2 separate regions of the Gossypium hirsutum genome follow, and region 1 is linked to region 2. The links are chromatin contacts, called in public Hi-C maps. All regions are on one chromosome and are shown on one strand. Each heading gives the region's core, a stretch centred on a gene start, on an enhancer-like site or on the middle of the called end of the contact. The rest is flanking DNA. Distances are from core to core; before and after follow the strand shown.

The links. A called contact is a pair of places that touch in the nucleus more often than the background predicts.
Region 1: a contact with region 2 is called in a Hi-C map of leaf, with 3 times the contacts expected there. The contact joins the enhancer-like site here to the promoter of LOC107922137 in region 2. A contact is called at or near these places in 4 of 34 Hi-C or Micro-C datasets (callus and leaf).

The regions. Positions count from the first base shown.
Region 1 is chrD01:49,764,432-49,771,224 of Gossypium_hirsutum_v2.1, reverse strand. It overlaps LOC107921293 (a long non-coding RNA gene), which reads right to left and starts at 6,564. Exons shown (of 4, transcript XR_001691007.2): 1 at 6,096-6,564; 2 at 5,715-5,991; 3 at 5,429-5,605; 4 at 1,240-2,895. It also overlaps the pseudogene LOC107921328. Within about 2 kb of position 2,009, at least 3 of the 9 cell types and tissues checked have an H3K27ac peak or open chromatin away from gene starts, as enhancers often do. A contact at or near this core is called in leaf, where this site is marked.
Region 2 is chrD01:49,520,502-49,526,783 of Gossypium_hirsutum_v2.1, reverse strand. LOC107922137 (YTH domain-containing protein ECT1) reads right to left here and starts at 3,868. Exons shown (of 8, transcript XM_016851997.2): 1 at 3,489-3,868; 2 at 2,998-3,071; 3 at 2,736-2,865; 4 at 1,909-1,970; 5 at 1,263-1,772. The coding sequence starts at 3,531.

The DNA of each region.
Region 1 (6,793 bases), core at 760-3,259, 250 kb before region 2:
GTCGGAACCAGGCACCAAAGAATACGACGAGCTCAAAAACGACCTATATTTGGCTTTCTTGAAAACAATCACCGCACAGTTCCAAAACTTTACTGGGTGTATCACTTATAGAAGTCTTATCAAGGCATGCAACCGATGAAATATACTTGGGGCAAAGAGATACGGCAGAATGGACCACCGAAGATGAACCCTTAGCCGCATTTGAAAGATTCGGGAAGAAACTAGTGGAAATTGAGAGTAGGATTATGGAAAGAAACAATGATAGTAAATTGAAGAACAGAGTTGGACCGGTGAAGGTGTCGTATACATTATTGTATCCTAATACATCGGATTATAGCAGAGATGGTGGGCTTACAGGGAAGGGAATCCCCAATAGTATCTCGATATAAAGCTCTTTAGCTTTCCATGGCAGGAAAGTATCGATTTATGGGTATATAATAGGTTTGGGTTTTAGAAGAATCCTTGAATGGTGTGATTTACAGGAAGAGAGAAAGAGGGGAGAAAAAATAAAATGGACACAAAATGAAAAAAAATAAATAAATAGATTACGTGATATATAACATCATTTGCTTACGTAGCATATCACATAGGCTACTATGTTGACCTACAGTTTAATTAACAGTCAATTCATATTGACCGTTAAAAGTGGACTGATTTTTGAAAAAATCGTAATGTTAAGAGTATCAATCAAAAAATAAAAAGGTTAAGGGCATAAACCAAAACTCCCAAACGTTGAGGGTTTTTTTAGAATTATTCCATTTTTATACACTACATAGATGATTCATTTGCATTCACCTAGTTTAAATGTTTTTTTAATGTTTACTTCAATAATTACGTGGTTTGCTTGGAATTTTTTTTTTGGCTTGATAATGTTTCTTATTTGAAAATAATTGGTAAAAAAATCTATTCAATCCCTCCCAATTTTAAAATTGAATAAATTGGCCCATCGAAAAATTCAAAGCAATTTAATCATTATCAATTTCGAAAGTGAGCAACTAAAGACAATTAATCCTGACGTTAATATTTTCCAACAATTGTTCACGATTTTGATTGGTATAATAATAAATTTAACCCACAATGTTTACACATTCTATCAATTTGGTCCTAATTAACAAATTTATCCTCCCACATTTGTGTAAATGTGTAAATATTGAGGCTAAGTTTTTTGAATTTTTTAGAATTAAGGCCAAAATGACAAAATATATAAACATTGATTCTAAATTTGTCATTATACCAATCAAAATCATATACAATTGATGGAAGACATTAACTCTGTGATTAATTGTCTTTATTTGCTCTAAATTTTTTTAAGAAAGACTAATTTGCTTAATTTCGAAATTGAAAAGGATTCAAAAGGTAATTAAAAAAAACTCTTGGTTTTAATCGGTTAACATGAGCTTCAAAGGAAAGAGAGAGATTTCTCCGGGTTTTCAATTCCATGACTTATTTTAGGGATTTGTTTAAGTAAAAACCATTTTAATTGCTATTGTTCGTTATTATGTCTTTTTTTTTTTTTAATTCCTTGAGGTTTTGTGAAGATTTGATATGTTTGTACTTGATTTTCTATGCTTCGATATTTATGTATTACTAAAAAGAGAACGCTTTTAGTGAACCTATTAAAATAATGTGCAGGTTAATTTGAATATGGACATTTATTTATCTAAATTTATTTTGAATATGAAATAATTTTTATATTTTTTTTATAAATTTATACATTTTAAAGATTTTTTTTATCTTTTTATTTATTTGTTATATGTTATAATTTTAAACTCCACGCGTTGTTGTGTTATTAGTTATTAATGTCACTTCATCACATTTCAATATTGTTATAGTAAAAGTGTAACGGATTTAATTAAAATTTTAAAAAGAAAATTAATAAGTGACTAGGTTAACGCAAATTAGAATCCCAATTTTGTTAATTAGGCCCATAATTTAGAAGACCAATTGGGTTGGTTTATGCTTGAAAGTCTAGCCCAGTAATGCTATATTTTTGTTTAGCCATTTTAGGAAGAGTATGGCCTCATTAGGTTCTAGAAACTGGACCATAGTAGCGCATAGCTCATATGCAGGCCTACAAGTCCTGATGGTATGCAAATAATAAATGAATTTTCATCTAATTAGATTAAAGTTAACTGTAAATATGCATCCAATAACTGTAACAGTAAAATTTATCCATTGAATGAGCCATTCTTTCAACCAAACTAATGAATCATGCATCGTTCATCGTTCATCACTGAATAAGGGAAATGGCTCATTCAATGGAATGGTCTACTCTTTTTCATTTTATAGTTGATATAAAAAAATAACTAATTCCTACAACATTGAATAGCAAATATATATATATTTTTAGATTCACCTTTAAAAATATTTTGTATAATTAAATAAATAATATAACATATCATATTAAATAAAAATTTAAATTATATTATATTAAATATAATTATATAAATAATAAAATATAATTTCATAATTTTAATAAAAAATATTTTATCACTTAAATATAGAGGTCGGGTTGAACTATGACTCGATTTAAAAAAAATCAAATCTGGGCTCATTTTTAGGTCGACCCAACCCAACATGTTTGCACGTTTCACTGTTCAAATACTAATAAAAAATAATTTTATTCCTTTATAATTAAACTTAAACTTTAAATTATTTTTATTATTTAGACTGAACTCAGGTCGAACTTAGCAATTTTAGAAACAAAGATCTTTTTTCAAGTCTGACCCAAGTCAAGTTAAGCCTACTACACTATGTGGGCCATTCGATTCATGGATAAATCTAGTTATATATATTTAAATATTTTACAATAAAATATATCATTTAGCATGAGCTGAGTTGCAATACCTTTGGATACCTTCAAACTAAACGATCATGACCTATCTTCGTCGAGACCTGCGTACACAAGAAACACATTTCCACGCTAGGCATTAAATGGTTAATGGTACTAGCACAATTTGAATTGAAAATAATAAAACATTTAAACAATCAAACATGCTAATAAATCACTTTGCTAAATTAATAAGTTAACATCACTTCTCAACACGTCATTTATAAATAATTACATCATGTTAAATCCCATGTTTCAAAAGATTATGTAGACAAAGCTCAACATCACGAAGAAAGAGTTGGAAAAACAGTTGTTTCAACTTAATGAAGAAGTTCTTACAGACGAGATTCTAGGGGATATTGTGGAGACAAAGCTGTAAATTAATATGCAGGTGGACAGAGAGGAGCTTTATTGGGAACAGAGAGCTCAAGCAAATTGGCTGAAAAATAGGGATAGGAATACCCATTTTTTCACCAATCAGCAACGGATCAGAGTAGGAAGAACAAGGTGGAAGAATTAGTGGATGGCGAGGGTAATAGTTATGCGAACAATGATGCTTTATTACAGTTGGCCACTGATTATTTTACTTCTTTATTTACAGCGAAAAGTGTTGGAGATCCAAGCTCAATTTTGGAAGGTGTTGAGCCATGTATTTCTTAACAGATGAACGAGGACCTTGAGAAGGAGTTTACATATGAAGAGGTGTGTTCAACTCTTAAAGCCAAGAGCCCGTTAAAAGCTTCTAGCGAAGATGGGATAGGGGCGATTTTCTACCAAAGGTTTTGGCATATTGTGGGTAAAGATGTAGCTAATTTCTGTATTGAGACGATGCAGGGGTTGATAATATGGCTGAAATTAACAATACAAGAATTGTTTTAATTCCCAAGGTCAGTTCTCCTCGGTGCATGACTCAACTTAGACCTATTAGTCTTTGTAATATTTTATATAAAATCATTTCAAAGATGTTGGTGAATAGGTTTCAAAAGATACTCCATGTATGTATTGATGAAGCACAGAGTGCTTTTGTACCGGGAAGACTCATTACGGATAATATCATAGCTGCATATGAAACTTTACATTCTATGAAGAGAAAACGTATTGGGAGGAAAGGGTTATTTGCGTTAAAACTAGATATGAGTAAAGCTTATGACCGGGTTGAATGGAATTTTGTGCATGTTATGCTTCGAAGGACAGGGTTTTCGGATAGGTGGATTGAGAAAGTTATGGGTTGTTTGACATTGGTCTCGTATTCTGTGGGTATGAATGGGAAGGCGTGTGAGTTATTTTTCCCGTCACGAGGCCTTCGCCAAGGGGACCCTATTAGTCCTTATTTATTCCTTATATGTGGTGAAGGATTGTCGACTCTTCTTAGAAGGGCTGTGTCAAGGGGAGTTCTAAATGGCTTTCGGGTTAGTAGGCAAGCCCCATAAATCACCCATTTGTTTTTTTGCAAATGATAGCCTTTTCTTTGGAGATGCGTCTATCAATGGAGCAATGGTGATCAAAGAAATTTTAGAGGCCTATGCTAAGTGTTCTGGTCAGGAAGTCAATCTTGACAAGTTAGGGTCATTTTTAAGTTCCAATGTTGACCAGTTTAACAGAGAGGAGGTTTGTAGGGTTCTGGGGGTTAATAGGAATCTAAACCTGGAGAATTACCTTGGTTTCCCATCAATGGTGGGGCGTAACAAACAGAGGGCTTTTAAGGAACTTAAAGAAAAGCTAATAAAAAGAGTCTCTAGTTGGAGCTCGAGATTACTTTCCGTAAGGGGAGGAAGGTCCTTATCAGAGCTGTACTCCAGGCTATTCCACTATATGCTATGAATTGTTTTCTGTTACCATCAGCAGTTTGTAGGGATTTAGAAGCGGTCATGGCTCGATTTTGGTGGCAAAAGAAAACAGGGAAAAAAGGGCTTCATTGGTGTTCATGGAAGAAGCTGTCGGTACCAAAAGAGGAGGGCGGGATGGGCTTCTGAGATTTGGCCAAATTCAATATCGCACTTCTTGCTAAACAGGGTTGGCATCTTATGGAAAATTTGAGTTCCTTACTTGCGCATTTGCTCAAAGCAAAGTACTATAGGGGATCAGATTTTATGGAAGCCTCTTTAGGAGCGAATCCATCATTTTTTTGGAGAAGTATCTGGTGTGCTAAAGGCCTGTTAGGGTCTGGTTTGAAGTGGAGAATTGGGTCTGGAACATCGGTGTCAATATGGAAAGATCATTCGTTGCCAAGAAAAGCTCAAAATTCTATTTCTACTGATAGGGTGGCTGGTTTGGATTGGGTGGCTGAGTTAATTCTAAAGGAACCTAATCGTTGGAATAGAGATCTTATTTACTCAACTTTTTCGGTGGAAGAAGCTGACCAGATTATGAGTCTACCTATTCCCACTACTGATCAATCAGATAAAGTAGTTTGGTTTAGCGAAACTTCGGGTATCTATTCTGTAAAGAGTGGATATAAAATGTTATTGGACAACTCTAATGTGAGCATCAACGAGCAAAAAATGTTCAAGCAAATATGGTGTTTAGAGTGTCCTTCAAAAATTCACATCTTAATCTAGAAATTTGTCCAAAATTATGTGCCTACTTTTCAAAACTTACATTATAGGAGATTGTCTGCTGATAACTGTTGTCTGCGTTGTGGTTAGGGGTGTGAATCTTCTACTCATGCTGTTCGGGATTGCTTGTTTGCTGCACAAGTTTGGTCCAAGTTAGACGTCTAGTGGCCGAGTTCAATGGTAAATTTTAATGAGTGGTTGAGTTGGCTGTTGGAGAATTCTGATAAGAATAGGAAAAGGGTAATTATTGTTACTATCTGGGCGATTTGGTTCTCTCGAAATAAATTTGTACATGAAAGAAAGGTGCAAAGTTTGGAGGAAATTGTTACCTTCATTAGGAGTTTTGGGTTGGAATATCATAGTAGTGCTGAGAATTTGAAGTATCCACAACCAAGATCCATGGTAAAATGGTCGCCACCTCCGCAAGGGTGATTAAAAATTAACGTTGATGTGGGATTGTCGATTGCCAAAAAACGAGCAGTGTCAGGCTTTATTATTAAAAATGATGAGGGATTTATAATGGGGTCGGGATTTCAAGGACATAATTTGGTTCATTCGGTGGTGATTGCTGAAGCGCTTGCTGTCCTTCATGGGCTCCAATTTGCTCTGGATTTGGGTTTTTCAAATGTTATTCTTGAGAGTGATTTGAGATTGGTGGTAAATAATATTCAAGAATCAAGCGAGGATTACTCGGAGTTTAGACCATTTACCTGGGACGCGAAGAACCTGGCAAGGAAGTTCCAATGTTGTCGATTCCAGTTCATTACAAGAGAAGGGAATGGAGCAGCGCATGTAATGGCTGTTTAGGGTATGCGAGCAGAAGGGGATTCGTTCTGGGTGGAAGATGCGCCTTTGAAAGCTATGAAAGTGGCCGATTCTGATTGTCGAAGTGGGCGACCTCCATAACCCATTTTCTATTTCAGCGATGGAGTTAAGAAATACTGATATAAGGTGGCCATTCTCAACTGCTTTCTTTTCCGGATGTTTCATTGTTGGATTTGGAAGATTTTTTACCGTTTATTTTTGTAGGGTTTGTTGACACACACAACGCCTGAAAATTTGTTGAATGGAGAAGACGGTGTTTTGTTGATCTTCTTTTTTAATTATTTTCTTTTTTTGCTGTTTTGTTTTTCTCGGTTTGTTGTTTGTTTTGTTTTGCTTTGGTTTGTAAGTTGCTGGTGGACTTCTCCTGTTTGTTGTTCAGGCCCAATTGCTATAAACAAATTTCTTTTCAAAAAAAAAAGATTATGTAGACATGAAAATTTCATATGATACTCCTCATTCCATTTCATAACATTTCTTTTGCGAATAATTGCATATACTTATACATATGAATAGAACTCTTATACAAGAATCACAATGTTATCAAAATTTCCTGTTCTCTTTTACATTTCATATTGAAATTATA
Region 2 (6,282 bases), core at 2,619-5,118:
TGTAAGTTCTTTCATTTCCTTTTGCCAGAAAGCAAATGACAAAAAGCTGAATTGAGATTTTAAGGCCAAAATGAAAAGCTGATCTTTTTCTAAGGTCACATGAAAGGTGAACCTATTTCAAGAATCTGAAATTAGCAACAACAAAATACATACCTGAAATTTAGAATAGAGTACCTATGCTTCTATTTTCAATTCAATGAAACTAATCAGATAAAAATATTCCATTTATAGACAGGCTACCCGCCTCTGCTGACTAGCATCTTGCAGGATTTACTTACCTGTTAGGGTCTTGGTTATCGATCCTACCATGATCATTTAGCAACTAGCCAATTTAAAAAGAGGAAATAGATGCCAAGGGTGGCAAAAACAAAATAGGACCAACAAAACCAAAGACCAATAAAGCTCTCTTTTTCTCGGGCACCACTGCCATGCCTCCTGACTTTCTCCACTCTCTACAGCCATGCTAGCACCTGACTTTTTTCTTCTCAACAAGTCAAAGCAGAGTCAGATGCTACCAAATACTGATAACTACAAGAATGGCAGAAAACTGAAATTGACGGCAGTTTACTGAAAAAACTCAATGGAGAACTTAAGGCTTCGTGTCTATATAATTACACAATATGATTAAGCATGAAACAATTTATTGCAAGAAAATATTAGAGAATGCAAAATCAACAGAGTTGTGTAGTAATGCTAGATGGTGAAAGAGAGAGAGAGGGAGGAGAGAAGATAGTGATATTGTTGGCTAGACTAAGATAGTTTAAGGTGGGGAGTGGTGCCTGTTTTGGTGAGAATAGAGTACTTGTGCCTTCAAAATTGCTTTGACCTTAAACATTTTTCTAGTTAAAATTGCTGGACAGGAGTTGAGCTTAGATTTGTGTTCCTTCCTTGATCACGTTAAAAGTTGGTATTTATACCAGCCAATTGCATTATTAATACAAGAACCACTTTCTATGGCAGGTGCCAATTAAGCCAACTTAAGAGTTGAATTAATCATACCAAGACTAAAGTTCAATGACCTCTTTAACACCTCCACTCCACCCCTAAAGAGAGAGAGAGAGGGGAGAAGCTCTATAACCATTCTTAGCTGCATGCCCGACTCCAATCATGATATAGCTTTTCCTTTTGCCAAAAATACTTGCTAGGAAATATGGAATTTATGTTTCCAAATTTTCAATGGCCATCTAAAATCTGAAAAATAAAAGAAAATAAAAAAGCTAGCTTCCCATCTACCTAAAATATGTGATAGGAAAAGAACTAACCATTGCAGGACCGTTTGAAGAAAACTCTAGTGAACCAACCCGTTTTGGAGAAGCTGGTGCATATGAGAGATGAAACAGAGAACTCTTCCCACTAAAAGGCTTTGACCAGTCTGAGCAGAATCCACCAACCGCAAAACCATCAGACCCTTGGTATGAAGAGCAAAGACTGCTGGAGCTTCCAAAGAAGTTTCTTCCTCCATCAAATGATCCTAACTGAGGAAGGTAATTGGTTCTCAGCCCAAATCTTTTTCCAACCACTTGTTGCTCAATATTTACAGGACACTCTAAATGAGAAAACTGGGCCTTTGAAGTAACATGTGGAATATTTCGGGGAACTGATGGATGGTGATAAGATGAATCTATGGTGATGAAATGCCTTGCATTGGACAGCCCGATAGGATCCCCAACAGGAGGCAGATAAGATGAAACCGGAGCATAAGCTCTTTGTTGCATTTGTGGACTATGCCCAAAACCATGAAACCCAAGAGATGCAGTTTCATTGTAGATGTCCTGGGTAAGGTAAACAAAAGTAACGCCTTTGTAAGACATATTCATAGAAGGAAAGAAAATAACAAATAGTAATAATAGTAAATGAAACAAATAGTAATTATCGTAAATGATTGGAAAAGATAGTAGGTTTACACACATGAAAACCATTGTCCAAACCCTCAGCATTAACATATGGAAGCAATGAACCCTGTTTATGAGCTGCATTCCAAAAGCATAGAGAAAACTTCATGAGTAATGAGCAAAGTAAGAAAGAGCATTATGTGCCATACAAAAAGCTTATTCTGCCAGCCACAACCGTGCTAACTAGCTGCCTAAGCAACCGTAGCCCATAAAATTGCATGTCATACCTCACATCCAATTTAGAATCACCTTCAGTGGAATCTAAAAAAGGAAAAAAAATTATTGTTTCTTAAAAACAAAGCCATTTTATTCTACATACTAACAGGAAAAACATCAACCTCAAACATTAAAAATGATATGCAACTATTAACATAAGTCCAATATAGGCTTGGAGATAATTTGATAAAACTTCTATTCAATCATAAGCCAACATGGAAAAATTCTGTAAATCAAAGATCAGTTATTGATACTACAAAGGAACCACAATGTAATCATACAAAGAAGTTCTTCTGCCGTAAGGTTTGTAGATTCTATCTTCAAATACCACCGCTATGTTCACCACATCGAATAGATTAGAAGTCAAATATTGAATCTTTTTAATTCCACTTTGACCAGAAAGTGGAAAAAAATATTTACGAGATGAATTGCTTACCGCAAAATAAGTTACCCTTCCAATCAGCACAAGAATGAATATCAATTCCCTAAGAAATATCCAAGTTGTAAACCTTATACTGATACACCGTTAATCCTAGGTTTCTACATATATTTTAACATACATGAAATCAGAAACTAGGTTAACAGAAACAAGACAAAGTTTCATATGACAAATGCAGAGGAACTAACCTTCTTGATGGAACTGTGCCTCAGGAGAATAGGCATTGGGCAAATAGGTTGTCTTGGACTCAACAACAGATGGCATGAATCCCGACTGATGGGATGAACCATCCCTCAAGGAACCAACAGTTACCAAATCCTGTGCAAATAAATGAACAAATAACAACATCCTAAGTAATGATCAATTACAGAGCGCAGCGGTTTAAAACAATGGCTATATCAATCTAATCAAGGCAACCAACAAAATGAAGCAATGCAAGCAACAATATACCTTATTAGTCAAAGCGTTCGGGTTAGCAAGGATGTTGCTATCCAGAACCATAACGTTGAAAACCTCTGCCGAGTCTAGAATTCGAAAACCATTGTCAAAATCTTCGATTAAGCAACAAATATTGAACAATAATGTGCAGCATGTAAGTAAACAAGTACGTCAAACATTGAAAACATAAACACATAAGAATAGATCATAACTGTCGAACAAACATGGTTAGGCGATGATACTATTTGTTGCCAAACATTAATTATGTCCACGATCATCTCCAATAATATCCTTTAAACAAATAAAAGAAACCAGCAGAACAATCTCGCAGTAGATTCCACATTTCTCATTCGATGCTTCCATAAAATCAAACAAGAACACATCAAAAAAAACCAAAGAGCTATATTGAAAATTTACAGCCTAAAAAAGAAGACATAAATCATATATCATATTTCAATTTTTGTTTGTTGGTTTACGGAGATTATGATTCAACGGCGACGTACCAGTAGAGGTCAATCGATCAGAAGTTTGGTGAGCCATTAGCATAAATTATAGACGAACAAAATGTAAGTTTTAATAATAATAATAATAATAATAATAACGAATTGAAAGATAAGTTTTGGTTTGATGAAATATTTTGGGTTGGAGATCGAGATTCGAGAGAGCAGGGGCTCTGGAAAGGAAGCTTATTTGGGGGGGGTGTTAATTTGGTGAAGAGTTGTTGTGTTAAGAAGCAGAGAGAAGCGGGGGCATTGGGAGTGATGAAGGAGAGGGGAAGGGAAGGGGAAGGGAAGGAAATATCTGCGGGTACCGAAGAGTTGGCAAAACACCACTCGTCCACCTGCTCCCCCCTACCATAGCAGTTTTTCGCTTATGTCACTTTACGTTACTCCAATTTTTTCCCTTCATATTCCTTTTTTCTATTTACTCAAATAATATAATTGTAATACCCAATTTTACCAAGGGCTCATTAAAACAATAAAAACCAAAAAAATAATAATAAAGTTCAATAGTCCAATATAAATTACAAACTCAGAATACAGTGCCCGAATTACAAACTGGCCTATATGGCCCAAACTCAAAATAAATAGAGGCCCAAAATTAACCCCAGGCCCAAAGCAATTTCAGAAACCTTAGAGTTCTAGGGTAAACTTCGCCCGCCGCAACCATGCCCCCGAATCTCCACGCGATCTTCATACCTGCACATCAAGAAGGGAAATAGCAGTATATGGAAAGAAAAAAGATTGCGAATCAAAGAAAATGGATTAGATTTATTTATGATATTGTAATTTTGGCTAAAAAAAAGCCATTGTAACACTGCACCAGGGGGATTTTTCAGAAATAAAATAAAAAAAGCTATTACTTTCGCAACAAAAAGAGCAAAGAATCGATCAAAGGTTGTTACTTACAGTTTTTATTTATTTTCTACTGTTATATTTATTTTTTTATCATTTATATACATACGAATAAAATAAATAAGAGAAAAGGGAGAAATAACCTGTGTTTTGAGCCCAAATCGCCGTGAACGGCCGAGGAAGTCGTCTCCGAGGAAAGACGATCGGAAACTGAAAGGTTTTTTGGGCTTTTGAGGGTTTTACGCTTACCTTTTGGAGATTTTTAACCCAGATTTGGGCTTAGAGGAGCCTAAGGAATCGAATAGGGGATTTTCCCCTTTTTCGGCCACCGTAGACGGCGGTGCCGGCGCCGAAGATAGGCGGCCGACGCGATGGCCGGTGACCGACCGATGACCGGGCCTTAGGCCGGTGCCCGAAGGAAAGGGGAAAGGTTGAGAGCTTTTTTAGTTTTTTTTAAAAACAGAAAGGGAAAAATGAAATTTTTAGGTTTTTTTTACTTAAATAGTCTCGTGAAACGATGCCGTTTCACCAGGCCTCCCCAAATGCCAAAACGACGTCGTTTTGGGGGGTCGACCCGACCCGGCCTAGGATCCGTGTGTTTTTGAGCGGAGGGGTAAATTGCGCTTTTAGCCCCTACGCCTTTTTGATATTTTACAATTAAGTTTTTTTTATTTTTTTAATTCGTCCTTTAATTTATTTTCAATTTCAATTTGGCCCTACTGGAACGACATCGTTTTAGAGGAGAAGGGAAAACTTGCCTTCCAGCCCCTCTATGTAATTCGCGTGTTCGATTTAGTCCTTTTGGCTCTATTTATTTGCGAATTTACCCCAAAATTTTGAATTCCAGTTCAATTTAGTTTTTTTTATTTATTATTATTAATTATTTCTAGTAATGTAATTATTATTTTTTCATTTATTTATTTTTTCCTTTTTTTCCTAACAAATATTCTTTTATATAAAAACATGTGTATATCTATGTTTTTTTGTATTTCCGAAAATGCTTAAATACCTATTTATTTTAACATGTATTTTATAATTTATATGTATATACATATTTTCCTACTTTTCTCTATTTTCACAAATGCATTATGTATTTTGTTTATATAAATCTTTTATAATCTAATTTTTATATATAAATTCATGTGTATTTTTCATAGTTTAATGTGTATATCATGTGCCTTTTATTTTTTTTGCTATTTATTTGTGTTTTCATTTATATTATTTTGCTCGTTTATGTGATACTTTGCATGTCATTGTTTATTTTTTTATGTATATTAGTTTTATTTATTTATTTGTATGCATTATTTCTATGCCATTGTAATATTTATTATTGCATTGTATATTTAATGTAGCATCACATCATTTTTTTTTAACTCGATTTCAAACTTTTCAAAATTGAAATAATGCTTGTATTTAGGATTTTCAAGGAAATTTAGCCCTAACGTATTGGGTTCCGATTTTATTCGTTAAATCTAACAATCTAGCATTTCTCTTTAATCAAAAAATAAGAACTCATTACTGGGAATTCAACACGTTGTGTCCTAACGTATTGGATGTGACGCATTGATTTCTCGAAATGAAGACTTTTTCTAAAAAATGATAAAGGAAATATTCCAAGTTTGGGATTTTGGAGGAATTGTGCCCTAACGTATTGGGTCGCGATTTCTTAAATCTTGAATAAATGGATATTCTTTTAAATTTTTATTACACGAGTATTCTGGCCTAATTCATTTTTGAGCAAATTAGAATGTCGTGCCCTAACGCATTGGGTGTGACATTTTCTTTCTCTGAAATGATAAGGGTCTTAATACGTAACTTTTTTTAAGTTTTTGCTAAGGATTATATATTTTCAAATTTTCGACATTAAGACATTAATTAATTAACTAGGTACCAATTTTTGGGCGTTATGAGGGTGCTAATCCTTCCTCATATGTAACTGACT